Regions from separate parts of the Mus musculus genome. Here all the other regions are linked to region 3. Evidence: chromatin contacts called from public Hi-C and HiChIP or PLAC-seq data. All regions are on one chromosome and are shown on one strand. The core of a region is the stretch at or near the end of the contact, and the rest is flanking DNA. Distances in the headings are between cores, read along the strand shown. Region 1 has its middle 47 kb from the start of Gm29904. Region 2 has its middle 120 kb from the start of D030024E09Rik. Region 3 has its middle 89 kb from the start of Gm24696. Region 4 has its middle 170 kb from the start of D030024E09Rik.

The links. A called contact is a pair of places that touch in the nucleus more often than the background predicts. HiChIP or PLAC-seq counts read pairs in DNA pulled down with a chosen protein or histone mark.
Region 1: a contact with region 3 is called in a Hi-C map of pancreatic cancer cells, with 2.4 times the contacts expected there. The contact joins two enhancer-like sites. A contact is called at or near these places in 1 of 484 Hi-C or Micro-C datasets (pancreatic cancer cells) and 1 of 115 datasets of contacts at active chromatin or transcription factors (pancreatic cancer cells).
Region 2: a contact with region 3 is called in a FOXA1 HiChIP or PLAC-seq map of pancreatic cancer cells. The contact joins two enhancer-like sites. A contact is called at or near these places in 2 of 484 Hi-C or Micro-C datasets (CD4 T cells and embryonic fibroblasts) and 2 of 115 datasets of contacts at active chromatin or transcription factors (CD8 T cells and pancreatic cancer cells).
Region 4: a contact with region 3 is called in a FOXA1 HiChIP or PLAC-seq map of pancreatic cancer cells. The contact joins two enhancer-like sites. A contact is called at or near these places in 3 of 484 Hi-C or Micro-C datasets (adipose-derived mesenchymal stem cells, pancreatic cancer cells and uterus) and 2 of 115 datasets of contacts at active chromatin or transcription factors (a colorectal cancer cell line and pancreatic cancer cells).

The regions. Positions count from the first base shown.
Region 1 is chr15:61,240,054-61,243,619 of GRCm38.p6, forward strand. No RefSeq gene overlaps it. Among named protein-coding and RNA genes, the nearest start is that of Gm29904, 47 kb to the right of the region's middle. Within about 2 kb of position 1,903, at least 51 of the 459 cell types and tissues checked have an H3K27ac peak or open chromatin away from gene starts, as enhancers often do. A contact at or near this core is called in pancreatic cancer cells, where this site is marked.
Region 2 is chr15:61,653,317-61,656,659 of GRCm38.p6, forward strand. No RefSeq gene overlaps it. Among named protein-coding and RNA genes, the nearest start is that of D030024E09Rik, 120 kb to the right of the region's middle. Within about 2 kb of position 1,730, at least 18 of the 459 cell types and tissues checked have an H3K27ac peak or open chromatin away from gene starts, as enhancers often do. A contact at or near this core is called in pancreatic cancer cells, where this site is marked.
Region 3 is chr15:61,445,168-61,448,635 of GRCm38.p6, forward strand. No RefSeq gene overlaps it. Among named protein-coding and RNA genes, the nearest start is that of Gm24696, 89 kb to the left of the region's middle. Within about 2 kb of position 1,379, at least 22 of the 459 cell types and tissues checked have an H3K27ac peak or open chromatin away from gene starts, as enhancers often do. A contact at or near this core is called in a colorectal cancer cell line and pancreatic cancer cells, where this site is marked.
Region 4 is chr15:61,607,169-61,610,784 of GRCm38.p6, forward strand. No RefSeq gene overlaps it. Among named protein-coding and RNA genes, the nearest start is that of D030024E09Rik, 170 kb to the right of the region's middle. Within about 2 kb of position 1,448, at least 78 of the 459 cell types and tissues checked have an H3K27ac peak or open chromatin away from gene starts, as enhancers often do. A contact at or near this core is called in a colorectal cancer cell line and pancreatic cancer cells, where this site is marked.

The DNA.
Region 1 (3,566 bases), core at 653-3,152, 200 kb before region 3:
AAGGATATTGAAAAGGTAAAACATGATCCTAGGCTACTGCTTTGACTGGGTCTTGGGGGCTGAAGGATAAAATCACATTCTGCTAGGCTGTCACCTGATCAAGTAAAAAAAAAAAAGATCGTGATGATCTGAGATAACCATCTGCTTTCGTTCTTTGTCTAGTGTGGGCACAAACAGTAATGGGGCCACTGTTAGAAGGCAAATAAAAAGCTCATCCAAGTGTGTTTCGTGTATCTTTGCATCCTGGGCCCTGCAGGGACCCTGCTGCTCTTTGTCACATCTGTTTCTGTATTGTGAGTCACTCCCCATGTCTGAGACTCAGTTTCCTCACATGTTAGAAAAAAGGATTGGAATGAGTTAGGCTCTAAATCCTCTTCCCATCCCCACATTCCAGGAAGTTAACTGAATAAATGCTAAATTGGTAGTCTGCACAAGTGTTTCCTTTCTTATGCCCACAGCCTGAAGAGTCTGTGCTGCCAAAATTCTTTTCATACAATGCATCTCTCTGAGTGGCACATGGGTAACTGTTAAACATGACTGTAATGTGAGAATGTGCATTAAATTAGTGTAAAAACTCTATGCTTCACAATTTCCAGATGCCAGAATCTAGTAATGTTGTCATTTTTCTTTTTCTCTGTTCAGATGTTCACACAAATGGGAGGCAAATGACTACAGGAAGCCACCTTCTAAAAATGCATTCCTTTGCTTCTACCAGTTTCTTCCTGAAGATTGAAATCTTCTGTGAGAGCCCATCAGAGTGCCTTTTAGACTGTCGGAGCATAGTGACAATGCCTCCCCCCTGCATTGCCTAAAATTCTGGCTCTTATATGACTTTGAAAGTAAAGACAGCCTGGTGGTAGCTAGAACACCCAAATTAACTCTATTAAACCCCGAACTGTTCAAGTTTCAAGTAATCAGTTCCAGTTGGTACACATTCAGTTCCAGCCATGGGCATCTGAAGAGCAAACTGACTCGGTAGCAATTGTTGCTGGGGAAGTTTAGGTCCCAATCAACATAAAATGTGCCTAAGCACTAAAGTTGAATGTTGATCAGACTTTCCTTTGTCTACTTGATATCAAATAAGATACCTAAGGGCTGTTTTATTATCAGAACAGAGGAGTAATTCAGACAATTTAAATAAGAGATTAAGTATCCTTTGTATTTACACACAAGGACATTACCAAGCCATGATAGCAAAGCTATAAATTATTTCACTTTTAAAATCATTGTTGCTTTAGTTAATCTTTTTATTAAAGTGATAACAATTGCTTCTGTCACATTTATTTAGAAGTAACTATGCTCTTTCTTTGAAATTTGCTCATGTGTCTGGGATGGGGAACACAAGAGCCATGATTCATATTGTGCTTGACCCATGCATAAAATTATATGGCAACCTATGGAGGTGTGCAGAGAGGCAGCCTTGCCCAAGTTGGCGTGTGAGCATAAAATGAACAGAGATGAGAATAAACACATAATGCATGTGTATGTAGACATGCTTTACATTCAGTTCTTATGAGAGCCAATGAATTGTAGCATGGATAGTGAAACTGAGGCTCCAAGAGTTTAAACCATGTGCTGTATGAAGCAGGATATAGTCTTTCTGCAACCAGTCACACACATGTTCCAATTTTTACCTTATAAAGTACATTTCTCCCATTAACAGTGTGGGAAATGGCAGTCCAAGTGGAGGTATAGAGACCCAGTTTCTTCTATTGTCCTTATGGTACCAATGTCTTCTGTTGCCTCAGAGATCTGAAATAGGTCTTTGTCTAAGGAAGACACTGATAGAAAAAAATAGGAGCCTGAAAAGTCATTTGAAGAATGTTGGGCATGGCCAGACTAGAAATTACTCATATCACTTCTTGCCCACATTCCACTGACCACATTCAGTCACTTATATGGACTCATCCCATGGTGAAATGGATCTGGCAAAGAGGCGCAGTAGACTTGTGAGGAAGAGGAAATGAGTCTATTGAACACAGGTCATTGTCTCCTTCCCTTGACAGCAGAGGTACTAAGAAGAACAAGGTCCATCCTCTGTAGATCCAAATTCTGTGCTTTCTTTGCCTGTTCTAAATAGAGTTGCAGAATCACACTCAAAATGACCCAGACTGACAGATGCACATAGGCATGCTTGAAGTTAAAAAAGGACATGGGAATGCAATTTCAACAATCTTGAAAGATCTCGGCTACACTTTATTCAGCTGAAATTTCACGATCTCATTCATGTTTATCTCAGACATGACCTAAGAGTGCCTGGAGATATTTGGTCTGCCTGTGTTTATAACACAATGAACAATCTTGTAAATGCTCTTTCCCTGCCCAATTTCCCCCCTGTCTACAGTCTGCTTTTTGAGATTTTAACTATTTCCTTTGTGTCAACTACAAACACTGTGAAGCTGACTTCCTTGTGTGTGTATAGTTTCATCATTTCCTACATCCTCTTTTCTGAGATGTAGGGCTGATAGCTCAGCAGCTACTGTGCATTGTCTCAGTGCCCATATGTTCTTATCATCAATGTAAATAGCACTGCAGCTTATGTTTATTCTCACTAAACATGTACATCCTTACATTTTAATGTTTTATTTTATGATACACACAAATACACACACACATATACACATATATACAAACACATATAAATACACACACATATATGTATGTGTGTATATATATATACATATACATACATATATATATATACACACACACGTGTGTGTGTGTTGGACAGCATGGTATACTAGTATATGTACATTGTACATAGTACGTGGTAAACTGATTAATATATATCACTGCATCACCTCATATATACTGAGAATATTGAAAACTTACTTTATTCACAATTTTTAATACTTAATGTTATTAACTCAAACTGCATTGTTATATAACAGATTCCCTGAATGTATTTATGACATACAAACCTACTTTTACAAACTTTGTAAAACCTTACTACTCCTCCCTTACCCTCTGGCCACTCACATTCTTTTCTCCAGTTCACATCTAACTATTGTGATATGAGGAAATTGCACTATGGTTCCCAACTCCAAAGACATATCCCAAGGCACCATAGCTTCTTCATCATGATGGACAGTATTTCATGAAATCTTTTGCCTGTACATTGTTTCCATCAGCTATCTCATGAGAATGATTAAAAAAAGAAGATAATATGGAAAAGTAGCAGAGAAATGACTTTCATAAACTTGGCTAGAGACATGCTAGGTGGGCCTTTGGAACTGATTTGTAGGAGAGATATTCAAAAGGCTGGCACTGAGGTCTAGAGAAGACTTAGACTGTTGTAAGTTGAATTCAAGTGACAAAGAACCTGACCATGGCCTGAAATTTTGAATGAAGCTGATACATATATATACATATACATATGTATATGTATGTTATATATATATAAACATGTGTGTGTGTGTGTGTGTGTGTGTGTGTGTGTGTGTGTGTGTGTCTGTGTATGTATCACTCACATGATGGAGAAAATTTCAAGATTGAAAAGACTGAATAATATACAGGATGTGCTATGAATACCATTTAACATGGCTTTATGTATATTTGTTACAGGG
Region 2 (3,343 bases), core at 480-2,979, 210 kb after region 3:
GATGTCCCCATTTCAGAGATTTCTTTGAAACATTGCCAGCCCTTCCAGTAAGCATATAGCATAGAATGGTGATTTTTCAGAGTGCAGTCTGGTGGAAATGAAACCCAGACATGTAAAATTTGACACCTTAAGTACCCACATTCCCTGTCAGTCCCCACTCCCTGCCTCAACCCCCACCTTTAACACACCCATAGTTTCATTCTCTGGAAAGCCATAACCAGCACATAGCAGCAGAGGCCAAATTCCCTGGCCTTCCTCTTAAAAATGAGACACAAAAAATTGTCAAAACCTACAGAGGTTTCTAACACATTACTGAACAGTTACACCAAGTATAATATTATTTCTGTCTTTAGGAGACTTCTTAATTGGTTTCATGAAGGAAGCTTGCAGGTAATGAGGTTTAAATAAATAATAATATTCCGATATTCTGACTGGCCAGGAATGTAAATTTCTTTTGCACTGACTTCAATGAGTGTGGGAGTGGAAAAGAGGCCTGTGTGAAAATGTGGGTCTTTCTGCAAAGGGCAAGATGCTTGGATTGCTGGGTTTAGACATAATGTACTCTGGTTTAGCTTCAACAACTGAATGGCAAGCATGGTGCTTGGTATTGGCAAAATGCATAGGCAGGTTCTTAAAATAATGAAGTGATGTTAATAATTAACAAGTTCATTAACTAAGAGTAAGTGAGGTCTGTTTGGGCATCAGCCTTTCTAAGGTATTGCAATTCCTGGAGTATAACTCGCCTTGCTGGGCCTCAGAATATTTTCAGGCAGGTATGTAGTCAGGAATGCCTGTGCTCCCTACCTCTGGAGATAGACACATAGGCTTCTCATAAGCTTATGTTGGTTTCAGTTTGTTTGTTTGTTTGTTTTTTCTGTGCTTTTGAACTCAGTCCTAGCTATGAATTTTTCTGTTCTGCTTTTTAGTCCCTAGTAAGTGAACAAATAAATGAGTGAATATGAGCCTTAAAATACACATGCCACGTATGTTCCAAAGCTGGGTTCTAAAGGAGGTAGTACTTGGCAATGTGTACATGCACATATAAAAATCTTACCTTTTAGGTGAAAGGCATATTAGATAGTAGATAGATAGATAGATAGATAGATAGATAGATGATAGACAGACAGATAGATAGATAGATAGATAGATAGATAGAAAGGTAGGTAGATAGATGATAGGTAGGTAGGTAGATAGATAGATAGATAGATAGATGATAGACAGATAGATAGATAGATAGATAGATAGATAGATAGATAGATAGATATGACAACAGGAGGGACAATGATGCCCCTCTTACAGCATCATTGACAGTTCTAAGGATACTGAGGTATGAAGAGATAAGACATACTCCAGCATACTATAAAGGCATACATCACTTGTTGTAGTCAACGACCTGTCTGTGAGTGAGTACAGCCTGCAGTACCTGGCAGCCAAAGATGTGATCTTGAGAGATGAAATAGAGGACATCAATGAAGTGGTGCCGTGGACAAGCACATCATGCACACATGAGTTCTCTGAAAACATCATCCAAACTGAGCTGTGACTGGGTGGGAATCCTTAACCGATGAGTTGACTTGAGTTCAGTTGCAGTGATGGCCAAGTCTGATAGAATGTGAGTTCCATAAAGACAGACAGCTTATGTGTTTTATTTCCTGTTATCTCTTTAGAATCCAGCACAAAGTAAACTCTAAGTGGGTATGAATCAGTGAATGAAGAATGAATGAATGATCAGTCAAAGAGTGAGTCATTCTGTCAACACAGCTGTCCAGATGTCATGTGGAGGAGACTCCCCAGGATGAAATCATGTGATTCAGAAGTTTTTCCAAGGAAAGTGTGGTTTTTGCTTGACTAGTGAAGGGCAGGGAAGATAGAACCTGAACTTAGCATGCCATCTGCTCTGAGACAGGGACAGAAAGTCAGAGAGAGAAAAATGGAAAGCTACTATTCAACAATGACTGCCATTGTAACACTTGGGGTGTCAATCACCCTTCCAGACTACCTAACTGAATGTTGTAGTACTCCTGACAAGAATAAAAACCGTGTATCCTCTAAATGCTTTAACAACAACACTAACAACAACAAATACTTTCAAGAAACCCCAATCTCCACTTTAATAACTTTCCCATGCCTGATTACTCTGTTTGAACTTATAAGTGTCTTCATGTTGGAGGTAGCGCCACTGGACATCAATATCAAAAGCTGATGAGTGATTTCCACCTGTGAGGCTCTTCCAGAAAGCAAGGAGACATGTAGGTTCTCACTTCAGGCCAGAGCAGCTGTTTCTAACCCAGACCTGTTATTAGCAACAACTGAAGACCTGCTTTATTGCCAGTGCAGGTTAGATCTTATGGATCATCATAGATGAGTTACAAACCCACAACACTGGTGCCAAAAGGATACATCAGATGCAAGCCACTGGAGCCTTTTGCCTGAAGAAGTCAGAATGGTGAAAGGTCTTGCCCAGGACCACACAGCTGTTTGGTCCCAATCACCAGGCCAAGCCAAACCTGCCCTAGGGCTTCTGACCACCCACCAGAAGGATCAAAGCTGGGCTCCAGTTGGTATTGAGCAATGTGGAGATGAATTAATTTAATGGGAGTAAAGTTTGCCATAAAAAAAAACCAAGTAGAAATGCTTATTAGGCTCATACTTTATTTTCAGAAATCCATTCAATAGGGCTTCATATTATATCATCTACATTTGGGGACTACAAAGCATAGTCCAGATTAAAGCATACTTCTCTAGACATGGCACAAAAATAGGGTCAAGAAACAAGAAAAAGTCCATGAAGTTAGAAGTCAGATTCATGGTTTGACAAAGCAAAGCCCCTTTACCATCAATCACCTTCTATCAAATCCTAAACCAGGTTCTTCATTTACACTGAATGTAAATATCTTTTTTTTTAAGTTTTTTAATTAGGTATTTTCCTCGTTTACATTTTCAATGCTATCCCAAAGGTCCCCCATACCCACCCACCCCCACTCCCCTACCCACCCACTCCCCCTTTTTGGCCCTGGCGTTCCCCTGTACTGGGGCATATAAAGTTTGCAAGTCCAATGGGCCTCTCTTTGCAGTGATGGCCGACTAGGCCATCTTTTGATGAATGTAAATGTCTTAACAGCAAATTGCCATTTGTGAGTCCAAGTGTGCAGTCATTATGGTGGAGTTTCGATGACTGGCTCATCACAAAGAGGAGACACCACATCTGACAAGAAGAGAAGCTTCCCCATCAAAGCAGCATCTGCCCCCCAAAATGTCAGCAGTGCAGAGGTTGAGGAAAGACAGTCTGAGGTTGGGCAAGCTCTTAGCATGAATCGTCAGATGAGCACCTTGAGAGGAATCT
Region 3 (3,468 bases), core at 129-2,628:
TTAAGATATATGTTACAACAAAACACCTGGTCTTTTGCTCACTATATTTCATTATTTATTCTTTGAAAGTGTTCATATGTGCACATAATGTATTCTCATATTGTTTGAGAATTTAATACCAGGATGGCATGTGCTTTGACGAGAGCCACTCCCTACTCCTTCCAATACCCTCCATTACTTACCTCCTGACTTCCTGTACTGGTTTCTAAACCCACTGAATCTGCTTAGTGACTGCAATGAGGCAAAGGTGCAGGATCAAACTTTTGAGTTGACCACCACAGAGAACTCAGCAAAACAAGATTCCTTTCAGTAGTGAGGCCCTGTGATTCAACAGAAGTCTTGTGTTCTGAAAGCCAGTTCTGATCTTGAACAAGTTATTTAACACTTCTCTGCCTCAGTTTTCAAGTTTCAATGGGACTTGGAAATGCTTATTAAAGAGTATTATGGTGTGTAGCCTTGCCTGGGTGGCCTGACACTCTTGCATTTCAAGGATATCGTCTACTATGTATCTTGGCCTCCTGAGTGTTGGGATTATAGACCTGTACGACTACTGAAGATATGATTAGAAAAAGACATCTATCTATGCCCTAGTTTCTCTGTTGGACAGTACAAAAAGCCATTTATTTATTTGTTTGTTTATTTATTTACACCAAAACACCTTGAATCAATAAATTGTGATCTAGATCTCATGCAGCCCTAAAAATCTGTTTGCTTAAGTTCTAAGAACCTTCTGGAATTTCATAAAAACAGCATTGAATGTATGCACATAAATATGTTTAGGGCTGTATTCCTCCTCTGAAAAGAGATCTTCTAGCATTTATTGTAATGTAATTCACCACTGTTCATAAGGGTTAAGAGCCATTGACTTGAAATGGGGCTAAAAACATAAATTATTTATAGAGAAGCAATAATATTAACTTATATATTACAAGTCTCTTACTATTTATGACATGCCCATAATTCATCTCACTTGAGCTCAAGACAGGCAGCTAAACTAGGCATAGCATAGCCCAGAGTAACAACTAGCACTGTGCTCCTGGCCCTTGCTATTGGAGGGCATTGGTGTTTACCACCCCCACTTCAACTGCACAAAGCAAGGGCAAGGACCACAGTATGACCTTAAACTATTCAACTCCACTTAATTACCCATTGTAGTAGGAGCACATAAATACAGGATGTCCCTTTGCTCTGCCATTCTGCTTTGCATCATTATCAGAAAGACAAATGTAATTCATGTCCAATTACTCACTCACCGCAAGGTCAGAATATTTATTTTTATCATACTGGTGATTTTTTGGATTAGTGGTATCAGTATTTATTCATGGCTAACCCAAACCAAACATCCTGTTGATATCAATGAATTGCTATATAGTTATTGTCACAGGTATGCTGAGTCACAGAGCAAATAAGAAGTTTATGAGTTGACAGAGAAAAGGCTACAAAGAGGTTAAGATAATGTTCCCTGTTAATCACAGGTGTCTTGTGAAATAGATGCATTGTTTATTTATATTGTCCATTTATTGAGCAGTCGGTGCTTGGGAAACCGAAACTAGCCCAAATAGTGAGGATTAAATAAAATTCACATCATTATCTTTAAAATTGGTTGCTGGTACATTTTGGTTCAATTTAAGAACAGCTCATTTTAGCAATCAGTTTTTATCCTCTGCCTCGTAGCGAAGAGCTTTGTCTAGCTTTCAGATGTAGACAGAAGTAGGAGAGGTGGAAAATGAAAGAAAACTCTTTTGGGTATGGTTCATTTGCTCAGAGATCTGGAGTAGCATTAACTGTTATCCTACCATACTCTTGTAGTCAGTTCCTGAGATTACAGTGCCAGTCTGGAAAAGAAGAATCCAAACCCTCAGCTGTAGCAATATATATGGCTCATTTCTTTCCTTACTCATTCTCAGCCAAGCAAATGCATTTTATTATCTTTAGTCACTGTCATCAAGACAGACACAATTGTCTGAAGATGTCACTAATTCTGGGTCGTTAAAGATGTCATTGTTATAAGTTGTACCTGTGATTCAAATCCTTTCTTTTCTCTAGATACCTGTAATAACAGAGTCAGCAGGTGTGTGTGTGTGTGTCTGGGTGTGTGTGTGCGTGTGTGTGTGTCTGGGTGTGTGTGTGTCTGTGTGTCTGTGTGTCAGTGTCTGTGTGTCTGTGTGTTTCTTAAGCTATGCCATTGTTCCTCTTAGTGTCTTTGTACATACTAGTAGTTCAGAAAACAGTTTTCTAATTGTGGCTCATGGTGAGAAGATAGCTATTATAATTAGACAAACACTTTTTCTCTGAGCTTCTGATTTTTGCACTTATGAAAAGGGGATATAAAACAACTGGTTTCTGTGGTACCTTCCTATCCATCACGCTACATTCCACTAATACTCTACCTAGCTTCTATAGGGTTTGCTGTTATAACTAATGTCCAAGAGAGCTCCCCTGTCAATATGATAGGCCTAAGTTAGGGGCAAAGTGAATACTGTTTTAAGAATCTTTAGTTGGGAGATGAAATAAGAATACTTGATGCAGCATAGTAGCCAAAAGACTAAATTTAGGGATTGAATGCATAATATTACATCAGGTTTTAGAATGTGAAACCTCTACTGTCAAAAACCAAAAGTCAGCAAGGAGCTAGGGAAATGGTTCTGAGGATAATGTGCTTGGTATACAAGCATGAGGACGTGAGCTTGGGTATCCTGCACTTACAGGAAGCTGGTCACAGAAGCATGCCTCTCTAAACTGGCTATGGGGCTTGTGAGAGATGGAGACAAGAGAATTCTAAGGGCTTACTGGCCAACCAGTCTAAGCAAAATAGATTCAGTGGGAGGTAGTATCTCAGAAAATAAAGTGAAGACTTAAACAGAAGAAGAGAAGAAGACATATACCTGTTTTTGACCTCTAGTCTCCACAGGCAGGCACATGCATATACACGTGCCTTCATAAAACACACACACACACACACACACACACACACACACACACACACACAGAGAGAGAGAGAGAGAGAGAGAGAGAGAGAGAGAGAGAGAGAGAATTTAATAAGTCTGTCATTGAAAGAGAGGTACAAGAGGCTACTCTCTGTTTTGCTATGCTCAACTCAGTTCAGCTCCTATTTTTAATAAATTGTTCAATTCCTTATTCCCTATCTGAAAAAAGTAAGGAGTAAAGAGATGTTCACATACTAACTAGGTATATACATAGCAAAGTAGGAAAAGGTATGTGGAGAAAAAGTAAGGGAAATCTTTACCTTGGAAATGCTGAGTGCCCTTGGTATTTAAACAGTATGTGACAAAGATAAAATACTCTGTACATGTTTAAGTGAAAGCAATAATAGTGTTGAAAGTCTGGGAAATTCCTGAATTGGGAACTCTCAACTCTGTGTACAAATGGCCTTTATAGCCAGTACTGTAGAAAGTTTGAATGGGCCTTACCAGTTGGTGAGACATGCCCTTGACAGGATGCGGGTCT
Region 4 (3,616 bases), core at 198-2,697, 160 kb after region 3:
GCTTATCTTATTATCACATATTATTTTCCACCGAAGAAGTGACTTCTCCTGTTTTTTATATCTCCCCAAGTGTTTTATACCTATTTCTGGATATACATGTATGTAGAGTTATGAAAGAAACTTAGTAAGAAGCTCCTTATATGGAAATTCACTTCCCAGGCATCTCTTCCATATGGATCCTAATCTGTGGGAAAAGCACTGAACTAGAAAAAAAAAGAAAAAAAAAACTGCAGCCAGTTACTTGCTGTGCTGAACTTTTTTAGATGTGGCCTATATGGTAGGTCAAAGCTGCAGATTCTTCATTATTCTTTTTCTTGCTGAAGATGAAAAGTACTGAGGCCAATAACCTGGTGAATAATTCATTTTCCCAAAGAATAATTTGTAAGCCTTGAAATTCCTTTTGGTCAACAAAAGAGCAAATGTTAAGAGATAATAATACTTTCCTCATGCATATAACATTTTATGATGCTTTTCTAACCATTCGCCATACAATGGAGATAATGGCCATACCTAGTATTTATTGATTTTACAATGTGCTAGTGTTTTGTGCTAAGTTCTTCAACTCAGAGATCACAGCCTTTAATTTTTAATGCCTGGACTAGGCATTGCCATTTTTATCTATCCTTTTCAGTGGAAGAAACTAAGATTTTTAAAATGTTAACTAACTTTTGTGGAAACATACAGAATAGAAATTTGTGTCATAGTCACTATGTAAGATTGTCTCTCATAGGGACATTTCTTTAAATTTCTCTGGAAGTCAGTAGGTAATGACAATCATTAAATTCCCAACTAGTTTTTTTTTTCTTTAACAAAAAAGAAAAAGAAAAAGAAGATGAAGGATGGTTCCAGTTTTCAAAGGAAAGACATTGAGCTGCAGAATTGCAACAGGGTACCTAAGTCACATATCATATGATCAAAATTAATTTATGGCATGGAGCCTCGGTGTCTTCCCACATCCCTATGGTAATTCTGACAGAGCCAAAGGGATTCCTCTAAGTCTTGCCTTATATTGTGAAGAACAAATGTGGGGTGGGATATAGCAATAAATAGAGATCAGCGATGACATTTTCAGCCAAGAAGATTGGCTTATCAAATCCCCATCAGCCCTTACTAGATCATATCAAGATTTTGCAATATGAACATAATGTTCTCTACTGTCCAGGACCTAATCCTTTTTCATTGGGGAGCACATTTGCAAACAATGACTCCTAACTCATGAGGAACAGCATCCAACTCTTACTCCACCAGGACCTTTAGTCCACGTTGGAGGCAGCAGCCCCGAGGTTAAAGGGCTTTCCTGAGTCTAACATTGAAGCTCTATCTTGAAAGAAGATTTCCCAAAATGAACCCCCAAAGAAACCAAAAACAGCATGAACGTACATCCTGTTACTCAACACGCCCTGGTTTCCTAATGCAAAGTCAGGAAGAGAAGGTGCCAACATTCCTGAATGTTAGAATCATCACAGAGCAAACTCGTACTGTTCCCACACTCGAACACTAACAAGCTAGACTTCTTGCTCTCCTCTTTACTTATGGAATCTCTGCAAAACCATATGGGCCATGTTAGGCATCAGGCACTAACTCTCCCTATCATTCTCTCTAAGGGATTTGCAGACTCATTCCAGGCAAGTGGCTTTAAAAGCTAGGTTGTCCTATTTGGAAATATAGTCATGGGCCCTGACAAGGAAAAGCACTTTTGAACTTCGACATGTTTTTATAACCACTTCCCTAATTAAATCTCATAGTCTCTTAGAGAAGAAGTGGTCTTCATCACTTCTGTGTCACAAAGCACAGAAGATTAAACTCCAGCCCTCATACCTTGGACTATTTGATGAAAACAAAATGAGGTATTTTGTAGGTAGTGTGATGTGCAGAAATGTCAAATGTGGTTGTTTCTTGGTCTAGGGATTGCCATTTTAATTTCTCTATCTGAAAATGGAAACGATAAGGAAACTTGCCTTGTGTGTTACTGTTTGGAGTCAGTAACATCTGTATGCATTAAGTTTCTGCTTTGCATGTTAACCCACACATACACACACATTCAGACACACATACACACACACACATACTCTCTCTCTCTCTCTCTCTCTCTCTCTCTCTCACACACACACACACACACACACGCACTCAGACACACATACACACTCTCACGCATTCTCACTTTCACACACATATACACATTTGAAACACTTAGCAGTTTTTTTCTATACTGGCTATTCCTTCCCTCATTCACTGGTGTTTCTGATGGTCATTGGATGGAAAAATCAAGGAGTTTTCTATTGTAAAGGACACAGCAATGAACAATATGGCGGGGGCAGGTTCTGCTTATAAAATGTGCTTTGTTTCTATAAATTAACACAAATTACAGTTATTTTCCATTATTAATTTCAAGTCAATGCCACCATTTATTTAGTTAAACATTCTCTTGGTTCTTCCCCTGGCTGGTCCACCCCATTCCTTTCGCAGGTGGGGCAGTTCTGCTAGTAACTGCTGCAGAATGTGATTTCTTGAATGGGGGGGGGGGGGCTTAACCAAAGGAGTGGAACAAGTTTTCTGGAATTTGACACCTACTGGCTATCTGTATGTGTGTCGATGAGAAATCTGAGTGGGGTTTCTGCTATGTGCAAGCACCATCCTGGGTACTGCGCTGAGCAAGAAAAGAAAAGTGCATGGGCTTAGGCAATGTACTAACTGGGAGTAGGGCTGCGCAGGGTAGGGCTGTGAAGCATACACAGCATTTTTCCGAGGCGAGATGGGTGAGTGCTGCATTCCAGGGTTAGCCACTAGTATGAGCAAGCATAGACAGTGCGTTCTGGAGCTTCCTGCCTGGACCATAAAACCCACCCTCTATTCCTTCCTATTGTATACACATATACATCATATATATATATATATGAATATGACATATATCTGCTCATGGGCATGTGTGACATGAAATATACACTTTCAATTTACTAAAGAAGAGATTTATTAAATAAATTTTAATTTGGGGGGGCAGAATCAAAATCTGTCCCTTGTTATATACTAGTAAAAGAAATTTTCTGAGATTCCTATGAGAAGATGAAAATGATATTTTCTTTTTTCACAGAAAAAAAAAGTAACCTATTCACAAACATGCCTATAGTTTTATAAGTGGCAAAATTAGAATTCAATGTTGGTATTTGAAAATGCAGGATTTTAAGAAAGACGAAGTAAGGCAAGCAGAAGTGAAAGAAGGGGTTTTCAGCACCCTAAAGCATACAAAGCACCCCCATTTTAAGGCCCTAGAGTTTACCATCTGGGTCTACAGACAGAAGGTGAAAAGAAGCCTATCAATGGAAGACACGGGATAAAAGAAGAAGTGGTGTCACAGTGGCGAAGTCTTAGCTCCTCAAGCCTCATCAAATGGTCCAGCACCCTAAACTGCAAGACTCTGAGAGCCCAAGTGATTCTCAGGGAGTAGGACACGATCAGCATCACGCATCAGCTGGAAGCATCCATGGCCCTCAACCCAAGGTCCAAATGGGGCCTTAAAACCAGTGGCTGTAAATTCCTTTACAAACTATCCCAGGCATTCCTTACCTTGCATGCATCAAGGTCTAAGACACACTCTGTCCCCAAGAAGCCTTCCATGAAA